2 separate regions of the Drosophila melanogaster genome follow, and region 1 is linked to region 2. A link is a contact called in public Hi-C data. All regions are on one chromosome and are shown on one strand. The core of a region is the stretch at or near the end of the contact, and the rest is flanking DNA. Distances in the headings are between cores, read along the strand shown. Region 1 holds the start of RhoGAP93B (Rho GTPase activating protein at 93B). Region 2 holds the start of Atpalpha (Na pump alpha subunit).

Region 1 (4,275 bases), core at 1,073-3,572, 150 kb after region 2:
CACTTGGCGAAGTGGGTTACGAAAAATTTGCAAGCCAAACACAAGCAAGAAAATTGCGCAAACAAGTGACCCCGAGTAGTAATTAAACCGCCAGCCGCACAACAAGTTACTCATCTAATCAATGAATTGAGCGTGGTCACTGAACCCCATAAACATAAATAAGTGTTGCGTAAGATAAGACGTGGAAACTGTTGACTTCCTATAACTATAATTATTAACCGATGAATAATTCTCATATTCAAGTCATGATGTTCGTCTTAAATCTTCTCTGAATGCATAAAGAAATATATATAATGATGATATTACAAAGATATGGATAAAAGTAATGTAGATTTGAAAAGTTTTTGAAGCGGAAAATATATTTAAAGTGGAATATTCTTTTTAGAGCTATAATAAATGATGAAACCCAATAAAACCAATTCAAATATGTGGCAGAAGAAGTGAGACATTAAATCAACAATGTTTTCATTTGATTTTAAGATATTGTTTGAGTCACAGATGGCTTCCGTTCGGAACTTAATTTTAGAGCAGTTCTTTGCTGATACACATATGTATGTAAATATACAACTTAAGAGACTTGTACTTACTTCTGGTGGATCCCAAACACACTCGCCCGTGGTGAGATTGGCGTACATGTGCTCCTTGGTGCGAGGCTCGATGATTTCTACCCATTCTATTCTGCTTATCCGGAGCAAAGAAGGAGATGGGGATCCGGAGAAGCCGAGAAATACACATAAATAAGACATAAAATGCGATTGCTTCTATTTTCGAGCGGCCGAAAAATGTATCTCAGGAATGCCAGCCGCCAGTCAAGTTTCTCGAGATTCGAAACTTGCTGAAAAACGCCCTCAAAAGCGGCAGCAAAAATCAACAACGGGCGAATCCCCCGGCAAACCAATGTTTCATTCAACATATCATGGCATTCATTGAGGCAAATTAATAGGAGATACCAAAAAGTTTACCAAAATCGGCATTGTGCGTAGCATCTTAATGTGTGTGTGTGTGTGTGTGCCGGTTTTCCCCCATTCAATTGGTCTTTTCTCTATGCCGACAAACATATTTAGTCGAGCATTATCCGGTTTTTCCTTATTTGAAAATTGCAGTCCTGACACACTCACACACACACTGGCCAAGAATGGGAGTTGGGAGAGAGTGGGTGAGGTGAGTAAAAGAGGGTGTAAGTGCTGGTAGTACTCTCTCTGGCTCTCTCCATTTGGCACATTTGGCGGACGACGCTTGTTGCCGCGCCTTGCCAGAAAATCGATTTTGCAGGCGCCTCGGGCCACAAAAAGAGCCAAAAAGTGCATAAATCAGGAATTTAATCAAGGTAAAGGAAAATGCACGCGACAAGCGAGAGTGAGAGAGGGAGACTGGGAGAGAAACTCGCAGGGAGGTAGAGTCGCCACCCACACACGCATTCTCACGGACGCACACACATACTCCGGCAGGCAAATGCTGTTTCTTCCGCAGTCATTTTCGTCTCCCTCCCACTTCCACTTGCACGTCCACGCCCACCATCTCCTTTTTCCACCCACTCGAACTGCATGGAAATTAGCTGCACTCAAGACTGCCATTTATTTAACAAAAGCATCTGCAGCTGGTCATTGTTGTTGCTGCTCTTGCTTTCTTAATAAATTGTATACACAATTTCGACATTCGCGTTGTCTGGAGATTGCCGTATTTGTTGTTGCATTTCTTTGCTGCCGCTGATGGTGGTGTTGTAGTTTGTAGTGTAACGGCACACACCTTTCACAACTTGAACTCATTTTTTTCTCTGCTCTTTATTAGGGGGCTGCTGCTGGCGGTTTCTCTAGCTTGTTGTTGTTGCTGCCTCCTTTTGCTATTTCTTCTGCTGCCGCTGCTGCTGCTTCTTGCTCCTTTCCTACACACACACAGGCACACTCGCAAGCACGCACACACCCCGAACGCACTTTATATATATAAATATATATATTATTTTCTTTCACTTATTTTCGTTTCGGCCGCGACAGCGAATATGCAATTTTCCTCTCAATTGATTTTTTCTACACACTCGCACTCCTTTTCACATGCGTGCAGTTTATGTTGCTATTGCTGCTACTGCTGCTGTTGTTGTTATTGTTGTTCTGGCTGCCGCTGCAGTGCAACTTGTAACACTTTCACATTTATGACATAATGCACTGGCCATATTTTTGCTTGGCTCTCCGTTTGTGCAACTGCATGTTCCCAGTGCTTTTTTAATATTTATGCAGCAGTGCGTGCAAATTCGAACGCGAGACGATCCGCTTTTCGCTGCATCTATGCGCTGAAGATGTGCTGCAGTCGATGGGCTCGTCGATAGTGGGAAGGCTCGGTGCCGGCACTATCGATTCCCAACACCATACGATAATATCGGCTAAGTTATCAATATCGAAGTTTACTATATTTCGGGTTTTTGCGTTTTAAAAATTGGCAAATCTACCTTATACAACATTTTTGTAAGAAGTAAAAAGTAGTTTCTCTTATGGATGCATCGATAAAAACTCGGCTCACATCGCTCTAAAAGTGTGTCACCACCAACAGAAAACCAAAACAAACACGACGCGAACAGTGTGACCAGCACACCAAAAATTAAAAAAAGGAACAAAAACGTTTAAATATGGGTCGTCTTGATTTGAAATATGTTTAGTCATTTAAAACATTGTTTTGTTACTGTATTGTTATTTATTTTATCTGCGCCGGCGAAATAAAATCTCATTTTATGTTCAAAACGTAGTTATCAAAAATATTATCTATTTCACGGAAAAAACTTTTAGCTTACTTCACAGAGAGGTTTTTTTTGACTGGAAAACGGCTTAGCTCGGAATTAGTAACAGTCCGAAATCATGTTCTCATCGTCGCGCTTCAGCGCACCGAGGATGTCATCCAGCAGGGAGGTAAAGTTCTCCTTGCACTCGAACCACTCCTGGTGCTGCTTAACCAACTGGTCCAGGTCAATGGTCTTGAGCTCCTCAAAGAACTGCCGCAATGGCACCGCGAACTGCTTATAGTAGAACTCATCGATGTGCCGCTTCTCCGCTGTTTTCCCTTGCGCGTTTATCTGCATCTGGGTCTCAAACGCCTTCTCCAGGAGCTGTGCATCCTGCGAGTTCAATATGGACTCGATGACTTCGTCCGCCTCGGTGGGATTGACCGGTGGCTGCTGTGGAATCGGAGTTGGCTGCGGCTGGGACGGGAAGTCGAATCTTGGCCGCTCTCTGTCTGAGAGCGGCGATCTCATTTCAATCTCCTCCATTATGCCCTTGTAGCGCTCGAACTTCTCCGTCATGGTCTTGACGCCTTTAATGAGGAATTCCAAAACCTCCATTGAAGTCTCCTCGCGCAGGCACTTGAGTAGGATGCCAAAATATCCGTACTGCTGTACTTCACCAAAAACTTTGGCAATGCTGGTTTGGATCTCTTTCTCCGTCAGCGTGACAATCTTCTTCTGCTCCTTAGAGAAGGTCACTGTGGGAAAAGAGCCATCTATCATGCCCTGATTGCTAAACTGGCGGTAGAACTCGCGGCGCCAAAAATTTAAAGCATTCAGCTTCACCTCCGTGTGATGATCCCCGATTACACAATAGTTGAGGGTTGAGAAGAGGGTGTTCTTGTACTTCTCGTGGATCTTGCGGTGCTCGTAGATCTTCATCAGCGTAATCACGGCCTCGGATCTCACGATATCGTTGGTCTCCCGATACATTACAAACAAAAGATGGTCCTGTCGAGAATTCAAAGTGTTTAATTAATAATTTTTTCCGAGTATATGTGTAAATAGATTAACTCACTACAAGATCGAGCTGGCTTAGACCATTCTCCCACAAAAGGTTTATGGAGACCATTTGGGAAAGACACTGGAAGGCAGACGCTCTTACATAGACTTCCGAGTCATTCTTGGCCATTTCGTAAACTATCGGGGGTATCTTTGAGTCGATTAGAAAGCGTTGGAAGGCGGGAAACTCTGTAGAAGCAACGTATCATTAATGTTAGGCACTACGTTAAGATAATCACACGCTTACTGATGCGGGAGATACTGGCTATAGAGGTGGTAAGCTCCAGCGTTGTGTCACGCACCTCCCACATTGTGTCGTGCATTCGCTTCACAATAATGGGACCCAGACAGACCAGCGCGGAGCCCTGCAAGTTGTCCACCAAAAGAGCCATGTTCGGTGAAAGGAAATGCTCCACAGCGAGTTGGACGAGCTTCAGCGCTTGGACAGTGCACTGCAAATGAAGAATCACATTTTACTATTTTAACCCGCTAGAAATGAGAGTTTG
Region 2 (3,999 bases), core at 975-3,474:
AGCTCGTTGATGCGTGTCCTGGTAGTGTTAAATTGCGAAATGAACTTAAGTGAAATGAGCAAAAGGAGCTGGAGGAGCACGAGCTTTAATGGCCAGCATTCTGGTCCTTCCGTTTGGCTCCAAATTGGCGGCCTGGATGGGGGATTCCAGGAGCCTGGCAGAGCAAACATGAACGAAAAAACATGAAACGTGCCCAGCCTGCTAAGGACATTCATTACGCAAGCTATGAAGCTGCCTTCTCCGAACTGAATCCAACCATCGCAGCCATACCCACACACCCCCCCCCCTCCACTTCCTACCCATGGGCTTAGTGGGCTGGCCACGCCTCCTATTGAATTATTCCAGTTTTATTTCTCGCCATTTGGCTTGGCACACACCGAGGCATCCGACTCGGCCGTGAAGCTGACTCCTTGCCGCCGGTGGCCCGGTTGTTGAACCACAAACACCCAGACACACAGAAACACTAAGCACCAGCACGCAGCAGAGGCAAAGACACCTGTTGATTGGGCCTTTCAGGTTATTTGAGCCAAAGCCAATGCCAAAGCAAAAGCAAAAGCGAAAGCCAAACCCGAAGACAGTGGCAGTGGCAACAAGGCGATTTCCCCTCAGCTTATGTGGGCTCAATTTTGTAGTCGAGCCGGCTTCCTTCTAATGGCCATGGGATATTGAATCGATTGACGGGGCCGCAGGATGAGAGGGCGGGCAAAAGGATGGGCAAAGTGGAAAGTGGGTTGCTCTGCAGCTGAGCGAAAAGTCGTTTCGCCTAAGCAACCGCAGCCCCTTTGGAGCTGCTTCCTTGTTTGTGCTCGTGTCGACAACAATTGATTTCAAAATATTAATTAACCGGATAAACCAATTGAAGCTTCCGGAGAAGGTAAGGGCAAATGAAACCGTGCAAACTGTGCTCTTTGTAAGAGTGTGCAAATTTGGCATTTCCTTGTAATTGGTCACCGAATTGATCAATTGAATGAATCTGTAGAAATTTAGATGCCATTTTGCTGGGAAGCTAACTTAGATAGAACATGCTAGCCTTCAAGAACAAAATGACTTGAGACATCTAATTATCCTGATTATATTTGGGGTTTAGAGTTGCGATAAATTCAGCTTCGACCAAGTGGAGGTCAGCATTTCGGATGATAAAATGAGATCTTGTGCGGACGGAGATAAGTTTTCCAAATGCCTGGTCGTTTGGAGGATTGTTATGTTTATAGCTCCATTACACTGACAAATTGGAAGATCTTCGTCTTGAGTTCCACATCGTGACTCGTACTTATCAATAGTGTTCTCAATTAAATTCATAATTTAATTATAATCAATTACGCGGTCTGTTGGTTTCGGGCGAACCTTCAGTTGGTGCTTCCAATGATAAGTTGCTGGATAATGATGACGAGGGGTATCAGGTGTATCTTGAAATTTAAGTATAATTTAATTAGTTTAAGTAAGCTGAACTTATAATCTCCAAGATGCGTTTTTCCCCACAGGATCGTCGAATTGCTGAGCCTTCGAGAATCTCTGGCCCGTTTGAAGCCATTCATCGCAACAATGATCAACGATCAATACTGAACATAGGAAATAAATTTGAGAAGATTCAAGTCCAGTTGAACATTTCTTGGAGAGTAGCTAATTTATACGTTTAACGAACGCCATCTACACTTCGTTCTATCTGCCACTTAAAATTATTTTGCTTATACAGCGCCACCTATGTTTGGAATGCAAGAAGACGCGCGTATTGTATTTGGTATTTTATTATCTCTTGAAATTGAATACACATAACTATAACGTTGGCAACTCTCCATATCTGTAAATATTCAAGATGGCAACTATCGTAGTGTGTATATTTTAATCTGGCAGCTCCAGTAATTTTCACGCTTGCAGTTGATATAAAAAGTACATAAAAGTATGTTATTTCCAAATTGAGGTGAAAAATTAAACATATTTTTAACTTGGTATTTTAAATTAGCAATTATTAATGAGAGTATTGAAATCCAAACATATCCAGATATTAATATTTGAAGGTAGCATAGTAACAACTTTCGGTAAATAAATATCCAGGTATATTTAAAATACTTAACTTTTCATTTTAAATAAACCAGACTGTTCGGACTATTGACAAATTATAATAGTAATTTTATTCATAATGCAATATTTACAATTACATTTTCTTAACCGATTGCCATCCCGATTTCTACACCGGCTTATTCGATACAATAGGCCGATAACTCTCCATTTGGTAGTCACGACTTCTAAAATATCGATACGTTGGAATTGTGTAAATTTTCCACATCCCTGGGAATAATCGAGTTAAATTAAAATAACATGGCGTTAAGGTCGGATTACGAGGTGAGCAAAAATAAAGCCTGGATTACGATGAAAACTAAGTTAGTTAAGTGAGAAAATGGTTAAGTTTAAACTGTTGTTAGACCATGACGAGGGAACCAAAAAGAACCAGGGCCAAAACAAATTGGCCAAGTGATACGCTGAGCGGGCGTTGTTTTTAGTGGGAAAAATCGAAGCCCGAGTGCGCTGTGTGGGTGTGTGCGTGTATCTGTGTTGTGTACATTGCTTTTGGTGTTGTTCTTGCTGCTGCTGCTGCTACTACTATTTGTTTTGTTGCTGGTGAAAAAGCGAGAAGCAACGACAACAACAACAAAGCCGAGGCGACGCCCAACGAAGTTTACTAATTTGTTTGCGGGCTTTCGGTAACTGCAAACGGAATCGAATGTGAAACGGGGCGCAGTTACTAATCCTATTGGATCTGGATGGGCCTATATCCGCTTACCTGCTGATCTGTAAAAATAGCCTGGGCTTAGAGCCTGGCTTTTGACTTTTTTCTCGAATTTGTATTCGCTCTCCCTTTCTCTTGCTCTCTCTCTCTCTCTCTGCCTCTCTGTCTCTCTCTCTCTCGCTTTCCAGGTGCGCTTAGCTGGCATGCGCAATTTGCATTTCCAGGCCGACCAGTTTCCCAAATTTTCCACTTTCCCGGCGCGAAAGCTTTTCGCTTTTCCGTGCTTGGAAATCTTCCAGTTTTCGGCTTACATAACCGGTACTGCTGCCGCCCCTCCCGAACCACGCCCCATTCCGCCGCATCTCGCAGATTTCATTATTGGAATCTCGAGCTCTAGAACGAAACTACCCTGCATAACACGTTTATTTTTCCATTTTCCGTGCTTTCCCTCCTTCCGGAATTGGTGTCATTGGGCCGAGTAGTGCGCTGCTAATTACACACACTGGCACATTAGCGTAAATCGACGTACTTCTTACCGTACTTTTTTCTCAGTACGTAGCCCTTACTTTCCCTTCCCTACCCCCTCACCATTCGATTAGTTACTAAATGCCCCACCGATGACGCCACTTAATTACCCCGCAGAAGGTAATGAGTTCTTCGCCAGGGTTGTTGTTTCCACCCGGGCTTTCGGTTCTGTTCCTAGGGCTAGACCACCAATTCTAAGTCCGTATTGCCAGCTCTATTGATTTTGGGGCTTGTCTAAGGGCAGGTCACACACACGCACGCACCCACACACATACTGGTTCGACGGCCCGAAAGTATGCAAAACTATAGAGCAAGCGGTCTGAATCCACTCGCAACAAACAGTGGGTCCAGATATTATTTGTAACGGGAAAACTTGAAAAGAACGCTTAAGACCTCACTTAGACTTGAAAGTGTCTTGTAGAATATATTTAGATATTATTATATAATTATTATAATATATATTATATTGTGCATATTTGTATTGTTATAAAATTAAGTATGTAATTCCAAAATTACGTCTTTATTAGTATTGTAGTGGTATGCATATTTTAAGAATCAAAATAAGTTACGCAAATTATTTTAAGTTTAAAAACATTTGTGGTTGGGTTTATTGGGTTGGGTTTCATACAATTAATTTTATAAAATATGACGCATTTCCCAACGGATTTTCAAGGGCAAATTCTGATGATAATATTGTTGGTGTAGAATACAACGTTGCATAATTATTATAATTCAATCTGCCGGACTAC

The links. A called contact is a pair of places that touch in the nucleus more often than the background predicts.
Region 1: a contact with region 2 is called in a Hi-C map of the Kc167 cell line, with 2.5 times the contacts expected there. The contact joins the promoter of RhoGAP93B here to the promoter of Atpalpha in region 2. A contact is called at or near these places in 4 of 107 Hi-C or Micro-C datasets (the D17-c3 cell line, the Kc167 cell line and the S2 cell line).

What each region holds. Positions count from the first base shown.
Region 1 is chr3R:21,095,505-21,099,779 of dm6, forward strand. It overlaps RhoGAP93B (Rho GTPase activating protein at 93B), which reads right to left and starts at 2,323. Exons shown (of 14, transcript NM_142682.2): 1 at 1,747-2,323; 2 at 588-678. The coding sequence starts at 1,766. CG7044 reads right to left here. Exons shown (of 6, transcript NM_142683.3): 4 at 4,017-4,221; 5 at 3,786-3,958; 6 at 2,725-3,718. The coding sequence ends at 2,825. It overlaps lncRNA:CR44178 (long non-coding RNA:CR44178), which reads left to right. Exons shown (of 2, transcript NR_125218.1): 2 at 1-240.
Region 2 is chr3R:20,946,490-20,950,488 of dm6, forward strand. Atpalpha (Na pump alpha subunit) reads left to right here and starts at 2,225. Exons shown (of 10, transcript NM_001275861.1): 1 at 2,225-2,340.